Linked DNA regions of Oryctolagus cuniculus: region 1 is linked to region 2. Evidence: chromatin contacts called from public Micro-C data. All regions are on one chromosome and are shown on one strand. Each heading gives the region's core, a stretch centred on a gene start, on an enhancer-like site or on the middle of the called end of the contact. The rest is flanking DNA. Distances are from core to core; before and after follow the strand shown.

Evidence for each region. A called contact is a pair of places that touch in the nucleus more often than the background predicts.
Region 1: a contact with region 2 is called in a Micro-C map of ear pinna, with 8 times the contacts expected there. The contact joins the promoter of RASSF8 here to the promoter of ETFRF1 in region 2. A contact is called at or near these places in 2 of 6 Hi-C or Micro-C datasets (ear pinna and an unstated tissue).

What each region holds. Positions count from the first base shown.
Region 1 is chr9:123,210,420-123,213,119 of mOryCun1.1, forward strand. RASSF8 (Ras association domain family member 8) reads left to right here and starts at 1,320. Exons shown (of 5, transcript XM_051850353.2): 1 at 1,320-1,458. LOC138843660 (serine/arginine repetitive matrix protein 1-like) reads right to left here. Exons shown (of 8, transcript XM_070048360.1): 3 at 498-2,700. The coding sequence ends at 1,913.
Region 2 is chr9:122,501,538-122,504,237 of mOryCun1.1, forward strand. It overlaps ETFRF1 (electron transfer flavoprotein regulatory factor 1), which reads left to right and starts at 1,426. Exons shown (of 3, transcript XM_002712703.5): 1 at 1,426-1,471. It overlaps DNAI7 (dynein axonemal intermediate chain 7), which reads right to left and starts at 1,193. Exons shown (of 19, transcript XR_011379032.1): 1 at 1,087-1,193. It overlaps KRAS (KRAS proto-oncogene, GTPase), which reads right to left. Exons shown (of 6, transcript XM_070049515.1): 6 at 1,351-2,700. It also overlaps the pseudogene LOC138843732.

The DNA of each region.
Region 1 (2,700 bases), core at 70-2,569, 710 kb after region 2:
AATTCCCAGACTTCGACAGCTGCCAGTGAGGTCCACCGTGCTGTGGAGTGGTCATCGGTGCCTGCAAGCGCTTCTCTGCGAGTGGGCGTGGCTAGCCAGGCATCATAAATTTACCCGGATTTAAATGCCGGTCACGCGGCAGATGGGTGCCTGCCTCCATCAACCCGTCCACCTCTGGCTGTGTGACGAAACCCAGGGATCAACAGAAACTCGATTAAGGCCCAGCTGCTCCTGGAGATCATACATCTTGGTCCGATAGCAGCCACAGTGCTGTCTGCCACCCACCGCCCCCCACACCCCCCCCCCCTGGGAGACCGTTCACCACAAGGGCTGCCCAGCCCAAGAAGGCAGTTCCAAGGAGGAACAGCCAGTCAGCACGGCCACAGGCCGCCAGGGGCCACAGCAAGATGGGGACCGAATTTTTCCATCCAATTGGGCAATCGGTGTGCAGTGGAGGGAAGAGTCGGCAAGGGAGTGAGAGGCCAGGACAGGCTCACCTGAGGGCTAAACAACTCCTTTGACAAGAGTCACCCGGGGTCAAAGGCCACCCCGTGGCCCACAGAGCCCCTTCGCGTGGCGTCGCCTTAGGGTGCACACTGGGGCCACAAAGCTCTCCTCTCCCCAGATCCGCCAAACGTGGATCCGCCAACATTCAGGTCTTACCAGCCCGCCCTCCCCGGCGCACCTGCGAGGTGGAGGAAATCAATGGGCTGTGGAATCAGGAAACGTCAAAAACCCAGAGAACCAAACCCAGGGTCAAAAAGAAAAAAAAAAAAATTAAAACAAAAACACACCCCAGGTCCTGAGGCGGACGCGCGCTGCAGTGAGCTGTGCAAGTCTGCCATCCGTGTCTGGGAGAAGAATCAGTGCCTGGAGAATTAAGGGGGCCGGGGCCGCGTCTCGCAGCTCCCCCACGCGCGGCACTCCCAACCCCAACCCCAACCCCAGCCGATTGAACGGCCGCTGCTGCGGCGGGCCGGCGGGCGCGCGGGCGTCCAAGCCCATACCCAAGGCTGCGAGCCGGCCAGCGGCAGCACGCGTCGCGTGCTGTCCCCAAAGCATGCAGCGGACTAGTGAAGCTGACGCACGGACCTGCGGGGCCACACTCAAGCACCGATTTCCGTCTGAAGCCAAGCCAAGCCCGGCCCGGCTCGTTCTAAACTTCTGTTACTCACAGCTGATTCATGCGTGTGCGTGCGTGTGTGTGTGTGTGTGTGTCCACCCCCGCCCGGCCTCTGTCACCGCCTGCTGCGCAGGGGGCCGCGCAATCACAGCCACTCGGCGTGCACCGCAGCGCAAACCCAGTCCGGGGCGGAGATGGAAGGGCGCGCGCCCTCGCTCTCGTTTCTTCTCCCTCGGCCGCGGAACGAGCCGCCGGCTTCCCGGGGAACCCGCAGAGGGCAGCTCGAGCGAGTCCCGGCCCCGGGCCGCCGCCGCGGAGGCTGGGCTCCGGCCACGGTCAGTGCAGCGCGCGCCCTCCCGCCACGTCCGCTCGGCCCCGGCGCAGGGGGCGCGCCGCCGTGGCCGGCCGAGCGCTGGCCCCCGGGGCCCTCGGAGCTCCCACAATGCAGCGCCGCGTCCCAGTTCCGTTACCGGCTCGCTCCCCGCGCCGCGGGCCCGCGAGACCCGCGGCGGCCGCGGCGACCCGAGCGCGGCCGAGGGGGGCGCCTCTCGCGCGCTCAGCCCGCGGCCCGGCCGAGGGGCGGAGCCGCCCGGCCCGGCCCGGCCTGGCCCGGCCCCCAGCCCGGCCCCCAGCCCGGAGGCACCGGCCGCGGGAGCGAGCCGCCCGCGCCTCGGCCGCCCGCGCTCCGTCCGGCTCCCCGCGCAGCGCCCGCCTCGCCGAGCCTCGCCGGCCGGTCCGCGGCGGCTCGGCCGCTGCCCGCGCGCTCGAGCCCCGGCGGCCGAGGCTCAGCTAGCGCCGGCCCGGCAGGACGCCTTCCGAGAGAGACACTGAGGGAGAGAGAGAGAGAGGACGCCGCGGAGCCGGGGCCTCCGGCCGGCGCGGAGCGCGCAGCCCGGGGACGGGCTCCGGGCGCCGCCGCCGCGTCCCCAGCGCCCGGGCCGGGCCCGCCGGGGGCCTGCGGGGGCGGCGCAGTTGCGAAACTGAGTGAGTATTAACTTTCTGCGGCGGCGGCGGCGGCGGCCGCGGCCCCGGGCAGCCTCCCTGCGAGCCTCGCCGGCCTCGGGGAGCCGCGGGGCGCCCGCGCCGCCCCCCAAGCCCCGCTCGGCGGTCACCTTTTGCCTGGCGTCGCCCGTGTGCGCCTCCTCCACAAGTGCGAGTCTCTGGTTGCTCGGCGCCTTCCTCTCGGTGTCCTTGGCAAGGGGACTTTGGAGGCCACTTTTGTTGCGAAGGGAAATGTCTGTCTGGCTTTTTTTTTTTTTTTTTCCTTTGCTCTGGGTGGAAATCCAGCTCGCTTGCGGGCTGGCGGCTTAGGGGGAGCTGCGTTCTCGGGCGGGATGGGGCGTGGAGGGTGTGGGGCTTGGATTGCGCCCCCACCCCCACCCCGGCGCCCCTGGGCAGGGGGAATCGGGAGGAGGGGACCCGGACTCGAGCTGGCTTTGTGGGCTGGAAACTTTGCTGGGGGGTCGCAGGCGGAGAGGTCGGCGCGAGTGAACTTTGCCGGCTGCGGGCGCGTGTGCGGCCTGGGTCGCCGGTCTCGGAGCGTGGCGCTGTTGGGTTGGCACGGTCGAGCCGCTTGG
Region 2 (2,700 bases), core at 176-2,675:
CCTCGTCGTCCTGTGGCGGCGCCGGCTGCTGCCACACCACGGCCTCTTGAGCGTGCTCCTTGCGGTACATGTCGGTGCGCTGCGTGAGGCTCACCCTCCTCACCACCTTCCCGCGGCTGCCTGCGCTGGACGTGCGCCGGCGCAGCAGGGAGCGCTGGCGGCCCTGGGAGTGCAGGAGGGCGTCGTGCTTGTGCTTCAGCTCCAGCAGCTTGGCCCGCACCTCCTCGTCGCCGCACACGTCCAGGGGCGTCTCATCCAGCAGGGACTTCGCATTCAGGTCGGCCCCGTGCGCCACAAGCAGCTCCACCAGGTGCACCTGGCCCCAGTAGGCCGCGGCGTGCAGGCGCCCCACTCTTTCTTTCCACCATTTACACTGGGTTCAAAGCCACCACTCCTTCCTTCCTCTGTCTGCCTCCCATGCACCCATTTCCCTTCCAACTGTGTGTTACCCCATTTTAGATGCTTCCGACTGAGACGGTTATAAAGCCGCCTCGCAGATACTTTGTTTCATCTGTCTCCCACAGCCAGGTTGTCACATCCATCCGTGCATTCTTGGCTTGCAGCCCAGCGCCAAGCAAACACAACACACTTCATGTGTTCCCTTAATGAATGAATGAAATAACTCACGCCGTAATTACACCCTCCACCTGCTCCGGCTTTAACCATAGGCGATGTCTTGGCGGAAACGACATTGACAACCGTGGGGAAGAAGAGAGTCTCACGGCTGCCTATCAGCCGGAGAGAGCCCTGGGGGAGGAGCGCATTAAACCAAGAAAGAAGCCTCAGCATAATTAACGCGAGCTGAGTGTCTGGAATCACCAAGAGCCCATACAGACTCCCACAGAAAGCCACATGAGAGTACATCGCACCAGCTCAACGAACGACTGAGGCGGCAGGAGAACAACCCCGCCAACTGGGGCTGCAGGTGGCCAGGCTGCGGCCAACGCTCACGCTGACCCGTGTGCGACACTGGGGCGCCGAGTGGCCGCTCCGGCCGTCTCCCGTGTGCAGACGCTAACTCGGACTCCCCCCAGGGGCCAGACAGGTCGGCGGTCACCACCCCGGGAGGACGCGTTCTCGCCTCACCTTATCCGCTCCCTTGGGCTCTTGGGACACCATTTCACCCCGGACAAGCAGAATCAGGGCTCGCCCCCTCACCCGTATCCCTCATTGTCCCAACTCACCATGAGGAGGCGGTGGCCAGCGTCCTCGGTCCGCGGTCAGCGAAGGAGGTTGTGTGGACAAACGCTGCCCGGTTGTCACGACGACAGGCCCCGCCCACTCGGGGGGCTCCAAGGCCGGCGCGCGCGCAGCGCCCTGCGCAGTCGCGCTGGGGTCCTTCCGGCTGGCGCTCCTCCCCTTTTGGTGACGGCTGGATCCGCCCCCTTACCGCGCCCCGCCCCGCTCTCGCGGTTGACTGACGGAGCCGTGGAAGTGGTCGGCGGCGTTTACGGCTGTGGCGTGCCGGAAAGTGCGTGAGTGGCGGCGCCCGGGCGGTGCGGCGTTTTCCGGATCCCGGGGCTTGGAGGTGGCGGTGTGCTCTGGGCGCGGCCCGGCGGCTGTGGGCAGGGTGTCCCAGCGTCCCCCGACGCTGACAGCCCGTCGTGCTCACTGTTTCCCGAGCGGGTGTTGGGGCGGGTCTTCCCGGGGGAGGGTTTGCGATTGGATCCAGCGACTGGCACCCTGGGGGGCTGCCCACGGCCGGGGCAGGAGGGGCACGGGGCTCCTGGTTTGGCCAGGGAGATGAAGAGGTAGCTGAATTGGCTCTAGAAGGGCTGTTGACTTTGAGATGGGTGACCTTCGGCCTCCTCTGCGCTCGGGGTTCTGTTTACTTTCCGGGCGAAGTAGACGCCCTGTTCCCGAAGGGCAGCCCGGAGCAATTCTGGGGCAAGCCGTGGCCTACAGAGGAAGATCGCCAGGCCCAGCGAGAGCGCAAGGTCGCAGGCCGCTGTGCCCACCGGCGGCACGACCTTCGCACCTGCCGCCTCCTGCCTGGCTCTCTACACCCCGGGAAAACCAGATGCGGTGACGCCACGCTGGGCTCCCTCTCCCTGACCCTGCAACCTCTCTCAGCCCTGCCCTTGGCGGGAGGAAACAGGGACAGTGTCACGGGACACCGCTCCCCCGGTCCTGGGAGCAAGATGCAAGCACCTTACTGGGACTTTTAGTTCTAATGTAGTCTCCCGTGGCTACTTGGTCTGGAAGTCTGTCTGCTTGGTTTTGAATTAATCTAACAGTGCAGAATGCAAGCCTGCCACAGTAGGATGGATCGGTGGGAATAAGGAGGCGCCAGGGTGACCCCCAGTTACCTTAGACTGCTGGGACTCCAGGAGAGACTCTGAAACCCGCCTCCCTGCCCGGGAGGAGGCACTGCGGTGGGGTGCTGGATTCCGGGGGCGAGCCCGTGTTCGAGGAGTCACAGCTTCGTTTTCCTCAGGCACCTGGACGGGCTGCCGAACTGCCAAGGCCACCCCGTGCCTGTCCTGTCTTCCTCACCTTCGGACAGATTCGTGTCTGCCCCTTCTAAAAGCACATCCCCATCTCCTTGCGACTCCCGCGTGTCACCACCGAACCGGCTGCCACTCACCTCCGCTACGTACTCTCTGGAAGCGCCTGCGTGCAGTCTTCCGGGCTCGCTGAAGCCAAGCAGTGAGAATAACGTGGTACCGGCATAGCTCACCCGGCCAGTTGCCTTCAGCC